2 separate regions of the Capra hircus genome follow, and region 1 is linked to region 2. Evidence: chromatin contacts called from public Hi-C data. All regions are on one chromosome and are shown on one strand. The core of a region is the stretch at or near the end of the contact, and the rest is flanking DNA. Distances in the headings are between cores, read along the strand shown.

The links. Hi-C and Micro-C count contacts between places; a contact is called where the count stands out from the background.
Region 1: a Hi-C map of blood shows a contact between it and region 2, with 4 times the contacts expected there. The contact joins two enhancer-like sites. A contact is called at or near these places in 2 of 5 Hi-C or Micro-C datasets (blood and liver).

What each region holds. Positions count from the first base shown.
Region 1 is chr2:118,766,846-118,773,974 of ARS1.2, reverse strand. No RefSeq gene overlaps it. Among named protein-coding and RNA genes, the nearest start is that of SESTD1, 70 kb to the right of the region's middle. Within about 2 kb of position 5,579, at least 1 of the 5 cell types and tissues checked has an H3K27ac peak or open chromatin away from gene starts, as enhancers often do.
Region 2 is chr2:118,652,716-118,659,545 of ARS1.2, reverse strand. All of the region lies in intron 1 of SESTD1 (SEC14 domain and spectrin repeat-containing protein 1), which reads left to right. Among named protein-coding and RNA genes, the nearest start is that of SESTD1, 44 kb to the left of the region's middle. Within about 2 kb of position 5,530, at least 1 of the 5 cell types and tissues checked has an H3K27ac peak or open chromatin away from gene starts, as enhancers often do.

The DNA of each region.
Region 1 (7,129 bases), core at 4,330-6,829, 110 kb before region 2:
AAGCTTCTAAGCTTAATTAGGTCCCATTTGTTTATTTTTGCTTTTATTTTCATTACTCTAGGAGGCGGATTCAAAAAATATCGCTGCAATTAATGTCAAAGAGGATGCTGCCCATGTTTTTCTCTAATGGCTTTATAGTATCAGGTCTTACATTTAGGCCTTTAATCCATTTTGAGTTTATTTTTGTGTATGGTGTCAGAGAATGTTCAGATTTCATTCTCTTACATGTGGTTATCCAGCTTTTCCAGCACCACTTATTCAAAGTTAGTGTTAGTCGCTCAGTCACATCTGACTCTTTTTGACCCTATGGACTGTATTGCCTGCCAGGCTCCTCTGTCCATGGAATTCTCCAGGCAAGAATACTGGAGTGGGTAGCCATTCCCTTCTCCAAAGGTCTTCCTGACCCAGGTATCAAACCCAGGTCTTGTTCATTGCAGGCAGATTCTTTACCATCTGAACCAGAGACTTTTTTTTCCACCTCCTTCGTCATAGATTAATTGATGGTGAGTGTGTGGGTGTACTTCCAGGCTTTCTGTCCTGTTCTTAAATTTGCACAAAAAAAGGATATATCTCTTTCCTCTGGAACTTCAGAAATCTGCCTCTTGCCCTTGGGGAGCTCACAGTGCACAGAACGAAGGTATGAACCCCAGTGTGATAAAACTGATCGGTACAGCTTGTTTCACTAGCAACCCAAAGAACTGAGATGTCTAATTGCATTATCTGTACTTGTCAAATTAATTTTATATGGCTGTGAAATATTTTCTGAGTGACAATAGACATACTTCCTGTCTCCCTAGAACCATAAGTTGCCAGAAGTTCCTAGTTTTGATGGATCTCCGTAATAGGATCCTTCTAATAAAACTGGTATTTGATTTTCTCTGTCATTTATGCTGCAATTTATTTTTTGTTAGGTTTTAATTGAAAACATCCACATATTTCCTCTGGCGCTATAATGCCAAGGAGCCGGTTATAGTAGTAGGCATACTTTCCTGCTCATCCTGATAAGAAAGCCAGGGAATTTTAATTCTACCTGTTCTTCCCCCTAGATTTAGAATGTAAATTCTTTCTACATATTTATGAAACAAGACAAGCTGATAGCAAGAGCAGTACTCAGTAATTGGAAAGTCAGTTACCTTTTATCTCTTGGTTAAAAAGAGGAAGTAGGTCAGTTCTTTATTAATATTATTAGAAAATACTATTTAGGATGATACATCATCATAGGATGATACAAATTACTAGGGGAAAGACATTGTAAAGTTGATTTTCAAGCAAGAGGCAATAGCTAACTTATTCTTTTCCTTAAATATATTAAGAATGCAGTGACTGATTTTTCAGTAATCAAAGTCTGAATCTTTTTGTGTTCAAACTAATTATTTTAATTAGTTTTTTTTGATACCTTACCAAAAAAAAAAAAAAACTAAACTAACTCAGCAAGCTATTTTCACTACTCAGATCAAGCACCTGCTAGAAGGGTTTGTACAGATGCATTTGTTGCTATTCAGTTGCTAAGTCGTGTCCATGCATCTGAACATATTTCAGCCATATACCACAAGTATATGTGATGGAGAGAGAAATATAAATGTGAGAATAAAATATTTATGGCATGGAATTACTCATGCCCATTTGTTTATATAGCCTTCTGTGTGTGTTTCTGTCACAGACGTGAAACTAAAATTCGAGTAGATTCCTCTGCATTTAAGTCTTCTGGTGAGGAAATTTAAATTGCCCATCTACTAATTTTTTTTTCATTTGAGATAAACCATGATGTGTATATAAATATCATTTCAAAGGCTAGGAGATGATATCTGTGTATTTGGCTTATACTAAACCAAGAAGAAGTTTGTTTTAGAAGTAATATGATTCTCCAACAGCCTCCATGTTTGCATACATCAGAATTCATGGCAGTTTGGAAGCCAAATACAAAAGCAAACATTTCTCAGGAAGAACTACAATTTGCTGCCATCCATTTATATCAAACTCTGGGTGAAACATTACTGAAAACTTACTTCTCAGCCTTGATCTTAAATGGCTTAGAAGGCTGGTGACCTCATCCTTTGATGTTTAAAAAAGGAGGAAACTATATTTCAACTAAAGAGGCTAGAAAACATTAAAACTGCTCAAACTGGAAATTTCCACAACATCTGACAACACACCAAAAGCCGCTGAGACAAACATGCTCTCAAGTGCTGTCCTGCTTCCAGTTTCCTGTGCTTTCTGCAAGTACTTCAGTTTTTCAGTCTGCTTCTGGAGACTGCTGGCCACTGTTTCAGGCAGAATGCTTCCACGACTACTGCTCCATGCTGAATTCTTGCCCAGACCAGGGAGAGCCTAGACACTAGCCTGCGGACAACGGCTGCAAGTGAAGTCAGGAATCTGATCCGCAGGAGCAGCTTCTAGGTCTGTCATTGTCCCAGAGTCCGTGAGCTTTGAGACTGGGAATTAAAGCAAGAACACTAGAGGCTGAGGGCCTAACTCCTATCAGAAACTTCGAACCATCTTTAAAGATGCGAGAACTCAACTCTGAGTTAGCGCGTTTTCAGTAGTTCTTTGCTTGCTCTTTCCACAATTAATGAACACCCCTTTAGATTCTGCAGTTCTGTAAATCCATGGATGATTTAACCTGAATCATGACTCTCTTACTTGGTAGTTAAGAAGAATGACTACGAATAGGATAGACTCAGTAAAGTGGAGTCTCCCAAGGATATTTGTCAGTTGTTGCTGATCCATTGGACGTCCATGGCCCTCAACCCTCAGCTCTTTATATTCCTGAAACATTTGAATCCTTTACGTGATCTATTTTCAGAATAGATCAACCAATTTAATTTGTAGTTCCATTAGTTACATTGCAACCTGAACTTAGATTTTTGATGTCACAACTCTTGGTAGACTCCTCTGGAAGATGATCATGATAATAACTAGCATTTGCTGAACTCTTCCTATGTGGTAGCTCTTTTACAGACATCATCTGTCACAGAAATTCTGGGAGATAGGCACTAAAATTAGCCCTATATACAGATGGTTAAACAGAATCAGAGAGATTAAGTTACTATCCCAAGGTCACACAGTGGTTGAACTGAGACTTGAACCCAAGCAGTGCAACTGCAGAAACTGTATCTCTGTAAAAGTCAAGTAAGGTGTAATCTCCTGACCACAATGTCTGGGAAAAAAATTAAACGCTCCAAGTAGTAGGATGACTGAATAAATTATGGTTTACCCATGCGATGAAATATCAGGTAATAATAAAACAAAATAATAGTTTTATGAATATGTAATGGTATGAGAAAATGTTAAAATGTAATATTAAATGAAAAAGTGCTGCACAGTAAAATCTCAATTTTGTACTTAAGAAAAATAGATAATAGAATGCCAATGTTGATTATCTCTAGAAACTAGATGAAAGGTGATTTTAGTTTTTTCTTTATGCTTCTCTGTATCTTCCAAATTTTGGAAGTGGCCATCATCAGGAAAGTGAGCTCAGTCATGTCTGACTCTTTGCAACCCCATGGACTATACAGTCCATGGAATTCTCCATACCAGAAACTGGAGTGGGTAGCCGCTCCCTTCTCTGGGGGATCTTCCCAACCCTGTGCAAGTGGCCATATATTACCTTAAATTCCAAAAATTAAGGTATAGTGAAGCATAAAAATGTCTGAAATTCGCTTCTGCTAATTTCTAGCGTTCAAGAAAAAGGAGTCTGTTTCTGTTTTGTCTGAGACGGTGATGTCCACCTCTACCCAGAGGTATGTGGCCTCTTATCCAGACCTCTGTCTGGATTAGACTCCTTAATTTTCATAAGAAAATGTCAATTCTACCACCAGCTGAGCTGACACTGATAGATGTGTCCTTCATTGTCCTCATAGATTATCTATACTCGAGCATCTCTGCACAGAGGATAACCTTGAACTCTGCTGTCCCAAACAGAGAGCTTGATTGCTCTAAATGTGTTTATATATTATATTCATGTGTATTATTATATCTGAATATACATTATATATTCAGATAAAACTCCCAGATGCCCATATTGTCTATTTCTCTGGGACTTCACATTTTATCATTGATCCTTACATCTGTATCCTACAACCACCTTGCCGAGCTCCTCACAAAATTACGTTTGCTGAGCTGAGTTTAGCCCCAAAACCATGAGCTTGGCAGTGAAGAATCTTATAAGTAAGAGCCCTATTGCATTAAATGTAGAAGAACTGTTGAAACAGTTGTTCACCATATCATTAGACTATAAAAGGGAATTTTTCCCAAGTCAAAAGTCATCATGATCTTTCTAAGCAATAGATTTGTTTTAATCTTATGGACACTACAATTTGTATCATCAGCTTAAAAATTACAGACCACAAATAACCCTCTGTCTTAGCTGCTGTAAAGCCCTGGGCCAGATACCTGGTGGTCCTCCAGCAAATGTCCAGATCTGTTTGTTGAACCGATCTCTGATTTCCTTCTGTCATTGACTTTCTCTTTTTCTTTTTTTTTTTTTTTCATTTTAATGTGCTCCTTCAAAGCATATGAGGAAGAGGAGAGAAGAAATAAATGGATAGATACATGAATAAAAGCAAATTTGTGTTGGGAACTTATGGCTATGATTTCAAATCAACACAATGAGCATGAGAGTGTTCTTCCTTGATCTGTTTTTCTAGAACAATTTACAGAGATTCAAGAGTTGGTGACATGATGATGACAAGACAAATGGAAGATTTTCCCCACTGCTATTTGTTTTAAAGAAAAATGACAGAGTTCAAGTCCCGGGTTCATGTACTGCTCTGACAAGATCCACTGTAACACTGGGAACACCCTAACATGAACTGTTTTCTCAGGAAACAGGCCAACTGCTTTGATCTCAAGCAGACAAATCAGAAAGGCAGCTAGGAGTGACTTGCTTCTCTGTAATTTTACAAGCTCAAATTCTACATTCCATCCAGTTGTTTCACAAGCTCCTGAACTTACAAACTTTCAACTTCAGAAAAGTGAACACAAAGCCCCAAATGAGAACAAAGGCGTGCAGGCTCTGCCTTCCCCACAACAACAGTCTGATCACTTGAGCAGAGCCCTCTTGCTCCCGGTACCAATAAATTTACCTGCTCACATGTGACAGAGCTTCTGCAGTTGCTTTCCCCACCACCTTGTCCTTGCAGGACTTCCACCATCTGTTGTTTTTTTCCACTCAGTCTTTAAGTAAGGTGTTTCACCTTCCCCTGGAGGCAGCACTTGATCTCTTTCTTTCCTGTAAACAGCAGTGTGGCCTGTCTTAACATTCTCTCCAGAACAATTTTTCCCTCTAAAGTGCTGAGTCACTGAAGGGAGGAAGAGACATTCTGTGGGCAGCAGTAGTCAACTGAGAAAACAGAATCGTTTCCCAGGACTTAAAAGGGTACTTTTAAGAGTGAGCAAATTCAAAAAGTGGGCAAGAAGTCCGTTCAGGGTGAAAGGTACAAAGTCCTTTTCACATAGTCTGTGGAAGATCATCTTTCATAAATGAAAAAGGTATGAGTGGAAAATTCCTTTATTCTGCAGCAGGAGGGCAGTGCATCAGCCCTGGGCTGGGATTGCAGAGAGTTCTCTTGAGTTCTTAGCGTTTCTTTCTGGCCCCTTCCTTTCAGTTTTTCACCAGTTCAATGGGAAGATGACCTCTGCTCCTACTGTAAGAGGAGGGTACTGACAGAATGAGTGTGTGGGAGTTCTGAGTTTTTGGACACCTGGATTTGACTGTTGATCTTCAAATATCCACTGCTTCCAAATCAGTCTTTTTTTGAACTTTTTATTTTGTATTTCTCAAAGGCTACTGAATTAAACTTTTTAAGATAAAGAATGAAGTGGGCAGGATATACAGGAAGATTCTAACACTATAAGCTTTTAAAATGGAGACTAGTGGCAACTTCTTGTGATTCAAAAGTATCGCAAAATAAAAACAGTTTAAAAATGATTATTAGCTCTACCCAAACTCAGAGTGGCTCCCATACAGTAATGTGTGTGATATTTCCACAGCCTCCTTTTCAAACCCTTCCCGTATCCAAATCATCACACAGCTACCATTTGAGTAGCATGGTCTCATTATAAATATATTATCTTACCCATCCTGGTTAGAAACATATGAGGTAGGTATAATTATCCCATATTTCCAATCAGAAAACTGAGTCTCATAAAAGTTAGGTAATTTGTCTAAAATTATGAGACAGTAGAAACGGATGTCTGGCCTGGTTGAACTCAAAGCCACTCTATTTCCACTGTTTGGCTGGCTAATCTGCTACGCTGATTTCTATCTAACTTCCTACCTGCAGTCATTCTATGGAAAAGGTGTGAAGTTTGGAGCTGTATTCTTTAATCATTCACTGTATAACTGGTAATGGTACACAGCTGTCCAGGCTTTAATTTCCTCAGGTCTTAAATATGGATGACAATGCCTCCCTAATGTTAAAACCATTAAATGAGATAATATATTTAAAACATGGGCCATGTCTGGCTCATACTAGTTGCTTAATAAGTATCAGAATATGGCCATACCATCCTTTACTTACACCAAAATTCTCCAGTATTAAAATTCTTTATATGTGTTCTAGTTCCCCCACCAAAAAAAATCTATGGTTCATATTCCTTTATAACCTCCTTGTGTCAGCATGCTATTGATTACATGTTCTGGAAACTAAATTTATGCTGAGTTAAACAGGAAGGAAATCAATTACCTCACATAGGAGGATGGTCAGGGCGGGCTTGAGGGGTGGCTGATTCAACAGTTGACAGTGTCATTAAGGAGCTAGAATCTTTCTGCCCCATGATGGACAGAATCTGCTTCACCCTAAGGTTTGTTACCCTCCCTGGTGAAAAGGCCTCTGGTTGCCTATAGTACCCAGAAGTAATCACATTTCATTTATATCTGTGAGGAAAGAAAGGCTATCTCACTATGGTTCTACAGCCGTCAATCAGCTAATCTTTCCTTGCAGAACCATTCACTGGGAAAGGGAGGTGAATTTTCAGGATTGATTTGATTCATCATCTGAAGGGAAGTAGAATTTGTCCACTACCCTCCCCAAAGTTTTATACTGTAAATCTCAATGATTGAGAGAACAAGCTTATTTATGAGTACAGGTGGAAACTCTAGTAATATCCAGAAAAGAGATGGTGAATT
Region 2 (6,830 bases), core at 4,281-6,780:
ATAACTAATTTCACATTCCACCTTTCAAGTGTAGGTGATGTTTTAAGGTGATTTGCATTCAGTGATCCTCTAAGCCTCTGATTTTTATGGGATGCTGAAAAGTCTTAGTGTTGTTTTAATTCAGAGGCATATTTTACACTTTTCTCAAAAGCAGATGATTTGTTTTAGGACATATGATGCTGTTGAAAGGAATAAGTGTTTAATCTTTACTCTAGTCTTGGATGTCTAGTCTTGGATGTCTTTATGTATATTTGTATGAAAGCTTTGAGATACCCTAAGAGACCATTCTTTATTTTTAAAATTGTGTTCATGTATTTATTTCGGTTACACTGTATCTTCATTGTTTTCTGCAGTCGCAGCGGACAGGCGCCCCTCTTCACTGCAGTGCTCAGGCTTCTCATTGCTGCGGCCTCTCGTGCTGCAGAGCGCAGGCTTTAGGCACACGGGCTTCAGCACTTGCATCGTGTGGCTCAGTATCTGTGGCTTGTGGGCTGGAGAGCACAGGCTCAGGAGTCGCGACACAGGGACTTAGTTGCTTCATCGTGTGAGGGATCTTCCCGGACCAGGGACTGAACTTATGTTCCCTGCACTGGCAGGTGGATTCTTATCCACTGTGCCACCAGGGAAGTCCAAGAGCCCATTATTTATAACTCTCCCCATAGCTTAAAAATAAAAAGCAGATCTAAATGCCCTTCTGTAGTGCCAGTTTCCTTAAAGTGATAGTTTGGGCAACTGTAAAGTAAAAGTGGTATCAGTATTATTGCTTACACTCTCCTTTCTCCCCTCTATTTAATCCATTTAATCTTTTCTTATTTTACACCATCCAGAAGGTACAATGTTGAAAGAAATTTGTCTTTGTAGCTGAAGTTCTTTCATAGCAGGGTATTCTGCTGCTGCTGCTAAGTCGCTTCAGTCGTGTCTGACTCTGTGCGACCCCATAGATGGCAGCCCACCAGGCTCCCCCGTCCCTGGGATTCTCCAGGCAAGAACACTGGAGTGGGTTGCCATTTCCTTTTCCAATGTATGAAAGTGAAAAGCGAAACTGCAGTCTCTGAGTCATGCCTGACTCTTAGCGATCTCATGGACTGCAGCCCACCAGGCTCCTCCGTCCATGGGATTTTCCAGGCAAGAGTACTGGAGTGGGGTGCCATTGCCTTCTCCGAGGGTATTCTAATTGTAGTAAAAGTTGGGGATAAATTGTTCAGCATAAACAGTTCAGTTTATAGACTTTCTGGAACAAATTGCTTACATATTTTTAGTTTTAATTTTTAATACTTGAAGTGCACATCATTTTCATTCAGATTTTCCTGATTTACAAAATGTTCAATTCTGGTTTTTTAATTATTTTTTGATAGCTTTATTAAAGTAAAATTTATGGTCATAAAATTCACCCATTCTAAGGTTGCAATTCAGTGATTCTTTAACACATTTTTTGACTAGAGGCTTTTTGCAGAAACTAATGCCTGTGGCTGGTGATTTGTTATGAAAGTGAATATTGAAATGTCTGTGGTCAATAACATTTGGGTAACAAAAGATATAGTAATACATCTCTGATCAATAATATGTTAATAGAGTTAGAGAATCATCGCTGCAATTTGATTTCACATTTCCATCACCCCAAGAAAGAATCCTTGTGCCCATTGCCAGTCATTCCCCATACCTAACCCAGATCTAGGCAACCATTAATTTGCTTTGTTTCTATGGATTTGCCTGTTTTGGATATTTCATTTAAATGGAATCATACAATTTGTGACCTTTTGTGTCTGGCTTCTTTCACTTAGCATAATTTTTTTTAGCATAATGTTCTATGGTTCATCCATGTTGTATCATGTATCTATATTTCAATCCTTTTTTAATTGCTGAGTAATGTTCTATTGTATGGATGTACCTTATTTTGTTTATTCATTCAGAATTGATGGACATTTGAGTTGTTTTCATGTCTTTAGTGTTATGAATAATACTGCTGTGAACATTTGTGAGTAAGTTTTTGTGGGGACATTTATTTTAAGAAATTATTCACATATGTAGAAATAATGGTTCTCTGTTAATTCATGTATTTTTAATTTTGATTTTATTATGTGACAGTATAGTGGAGAGAAGCCCTGTGCAGGGTTTTAGGAGTCTCAGCGTTCAGTGTTATTACTCAATGTTAGAACAGTGAATCTGTGTTTATAGATCTCAGTTTCTGCTCTAGATTGAATCTTTTTATCCTTCCCAAAATTCATATGTTGAAACCTAATTGCCAGTGTGATAGTATTTGGGTAGGCCTGGAAAATCCCATGGACGGAGGAGCCTGCTGGGCTGCAGTCCATGGGGTCGCTAAGAGTCGGACACGACTGAGCGGCTTCACTTCACTTTACTTTTTAGAAGGTTATTAGTACACTCTAAGAGAAACCCCAGGGAGCTCCCTTGCCCTCCTACCAAGTAAGGATGTAGAGGATGGCCCCGCAAGAACCAGGAAGAGGCCCTCATCAGACACTGCATCTGTCTGTGCCTTGATCTTGGACTTCTCAGACTCCAGAACCATGGGAGATAAATTTATTTATAAGCACCCCTTTATGGTATTTTTGTTTTAGCAGCCTGAATGAAACTGTGAAAAATAAATTTCTATGATATTTCTATTATAACAGCCCGCATGTACTAAGACAGTTTCCTTATCAGTAACGTGAAAAAGTTGAAGTAGATGCCCTCTATGGTTCTAATCACTGGTTCTGAATCTATTAGCTTTTGTCTGACCTTGGACAAATTACTTAATTTCTCTGTGCCTCAGTCTCCTCATCAGAAAAAATGGGGATATTAATGTAATTCTGGCTTCCCTGGTGGCTCAGGCAGTAAAGAATCTACCCGCAATGCATATAATTATGTTGTTTCGAGGGGGGAAATTATATTCTGGAAACTTGAAATGAATGCCAAGATTTGTTAAGCTACTTGTAGTATGTTTGTTCCCGTTTTAGTGTGTTGTACCAAGAAGGCCTCAGTGGGAATGCTTTGGCTGTGGCCTCTGTGGAGAATCAGTGGTGGAAAGCTAAATAGTAGCTGGTGGAGGAAGGAAAACTGAGCTGCTAATAATAGATGCCGTTGAGTGCTTGCCATTGTAGAGTGTACTGAACCCTGCACATGTATTAGTTCACCTAATCCTGGGTCTGATGAGTTAGATTCAGTGACTATGCCCATAAAAGAAAAGTTAAGGAACTGTCCAAACCACCTAGCTAGTAAGTGGCTGCGTCCTAGTCACACCCTTGCCCTAGGCCATGATGCTTAACGCTGCACCAAACCACCTTTCTGGGAGAACACCTCCCCACCTCCCCGGGACAGAGTCCCAGGGCAGAAAGGTGTTCAGTTGGGGAGGACTTTGCTTGGGAAAGATTCCTAGTATTGCTAGCAGGCCTTCTGAGGGCAAAGAGATACTCGTGTTGCACATAGCTTTCCATATGTCTTATATTCCTTGGCTGCCTGTACAACTGTGATGTGACTGTTTAGTTACTGAACAAGATAAGGGATTTGCAGTATGATCAGTATTGTTTTTGGGTTTTTGGCCCCAAAATACATTGTAACATACATTGTTGTGTGTGTGTGTTTTTAATGGACTTTTTGTCTGATGGAAAACAACTTTCACGTGTTCCACTGGCTTCTTTCTACTTGGGTAATGCCATAATAATTTCCATTTTGTGAACAGTTTTCCATATCTTTAGTTAACTTGTTTTTTAAACTTTTGTTTTGTACTATTATACCTTTTTAACTTTTTTTCCAGTGTGCTGTTTGATGTACCAAATATTTTCATCATATAAACAAAAATTAGGAACCTAATGATACTTTTGTTCAGTCTGTTAGACGATTATATGTCTGAGTTAGATTTAAAAGCCTGAGATTATCTCAATGAAAGGTATGTATGTCTTTGCAGAGTATAGAGTAGGAACACTTCTTTCTGGGATAAAGGTCAATAGAGCACAGATTTAATGATGACCCAGAGAAATTTTGAGATAAAGAGAGGATGGGAGCTAGAAATACACTCATGAGTTTGTTATCACGTGCTTCCCCTGATGAATGAGACAGACCTATTCCGCAGCAAGTGACCTCAGTGGACACATCTGTTGCCCTGGGGAAGGAAGTGGTCCAGGCTTCTTGGAGCTCAGTGTGATACTCAGATGCAAAAGCTGTGCATGAAGAGAGTCCACTTCAGAGAGCTCTCGTATCAGGTAAAGACTCTCTAGCCATGGGGTACTCTAGAGCTGGGGATGCCAGAAATGTCTTTACTGGAATTCCATCAGCCTCATTCACTTCTCTAAAGCGGTATTCCTTTTGCGGTATTCCAGTTTTGGCGAGGAAGGATTTACTTATAAATTAACACAGATAGGAAAAGCCAAAAATTTGAAAAAGTCATACAATAAAGGACCTTCTGAAGCTGAACCTTCAAAAAATGCAGGTTTGCAGTTGCTAAGGACTTGGTAGACTAGCTCAAGAGGTGAGGAGGTCCATAAAGAACTGAGTTCCCTCGTGTCTGGCTCCTGAGGAGAAGGGGCAGCAAGGATGATGTAGGGTACTGCTTGTATTGTTTTTGAGAAGGGTTTTGAAGTGGCAGGCTATCATTAATATTAGCTTTAAATCTTTTGACATGTAAATACAGTGTAGGACTTTTCATGCATTGGACCTTTACTGTAGAATTTTCCTGTCTTTCAAAGTAGGTTATGTTTTCATAGAAAACTTGGAACTTTCTCTGTTTGCTTCATCCCTTTCTTCTTTTCTCCCTCCCTCACGGAATAAACTAGGTCTTGACCCATCTGTAAAAATGGTGTCAAACGAGGATACTTCAGGTTTCCATTTTATTTAGAAGAATTACTGTTTTGGATAGATCTGTATTGTTGTGAAAGTTAAGCATTTTATCATTTTCATTTGAAGTCTATCCCAAAAGCTTGGTTTTCTTTCAGAATTGTCAATGTTATTGTAAACCCAGATTAATAATCATACATTGGCACCTACAGTGACAAAAATGACACGTTTTTAACTGTTGATCTGCTTTATTGATATATTTTTGTAAAGTTGAGTAATGTTTATTTCTGCCTAATTTTACCTATGGATATGTAGGTGATGTGCCCAGCTAGGTTATTAATACTTAGTACCTCTGCATGTGCTTATTTGTTTTTATCTAAGGTTGCTCTTGCTTTGTAACAATAGTTGAAAGTATTTGTAATCTGAATTCAAGGACAACTGTAGTATTTCTTCGGAAATAGAAAGCTAAGGGAGCGAGCGTGCATTCTGGCTCTGTTCATTGCCATTATGTGTCTGCGTGATGTAGACTCATTAGAGATGATTTAGTTAGCCTTCGGCTATCCTAATGGGTTTTCACTGGTTGTTAAAAATGCTCTTCGAAGAATAACTAAATTTTCCAAATAAACTGGTTGATTTATACTCAGTGAAAGAGGAGTTCCAGTGCACCCATTCATATCATCAATTACAGTCTCTTAAGAAGTGTAATTTGCCCACTCTTGATTAAAAGGCCCGAAATTCTCTTTTCCTGCTGCTTAACACATCCTCTGCTGCCCTCTAACGGCTGCCCATTGCTAGAACCCATCGAGGTCCCCCTTACCATCACCATAGACCTGCCTTTCTCTAGCATCTGGTGATTATGGAGCTGCTGGATCCCTGGGAAACTGTCCCAGTAGAAGCTGGAAGGAGCTGCTCTGAAGGAAGATCAGCTCACGTGACCTGGGAGCACACCACGGGGCGCTGCTGGTCAGGTAGTTGTGATGATGTTGGGACTCCTAGGCTGTGTGTTTCACTTTGCTGTTTCTCACGTGTTTGTTCATTTGTTCACTGGTTTATCCTTTCATCAATGAAATATATTGTGAATGCCAAGGACATCCAGAGCATCTTGCCTTGTTTCAATCTAGTAGATGCTTATTGTAGATTTGTTAAATGAATGAATGAATGAATAAATAAATACGAAAATAAATAGGACAAGTCTTTCCTTTGGGGAGGCAAAATATCACTTTAACTACTTAGTTGCCCCAGCTTTCCTTTTTTTACCTCTTCAAGATCTTGAGAAAGATGTTCAAACTAGAAGACAGATACAAGTTTCCATTGAAACCTAGTCTCTTTATATTTTTCAGAATTTCTCAGAATTCATCATCTCTAACTGTAGACGGGCTATTTTCAGATAGGATTTATTTTGCACCCAGGAATGAGAATTTACTTCGAAGTTTCTTGCTTTTGGTTGGTGGCAATATGCAGTCATGGTTGCACATTTTCCTATATATTCACCACTCTCCAAGGCATCTCACCTGCTATGACCTGGCTTTCTGCTTCTTTTATGAATAATAAATTGTGACTTAATTTATCCAGATTGTTTTAAAGACCATATATGAAATATGACATGTTTGTGTTAAGCACTTTGTGACTTGTTGAATTTTCTGCTAGTTTTTTTTAGCTTGCTTCATTTGGCAAGTTTTTTAAAAAAACTTACTTTCCTTGCCACTTTCCATTAACTCATATCAGGTATATGCCTGTCTCCTTGTTCAAGAAATATTTCACTCAGATATGTTTAGGTTCAGTAAGTTTCTAGTGAAAAATCAGTGATCTGGATCTACCCACTGGAGAAAAGTATGAGCAGATACCCCATATTTAACACTTATTGTGGTGATAGCAGTGGACAGTGATATTTTGCAGGATTTTCTCTTTATTTTGTTTTGTGTTGTATTAGCTGTGAAGATGTCTTGCGGAATAACCTGAAGAATCTTTTTGGCCAACCCAATATGTTAACTATTTTATAAATTACATATAAGATAACTACAGATAGGCAGATTTGCTTTTTTTGTTTGTTTCTGATGACTGTG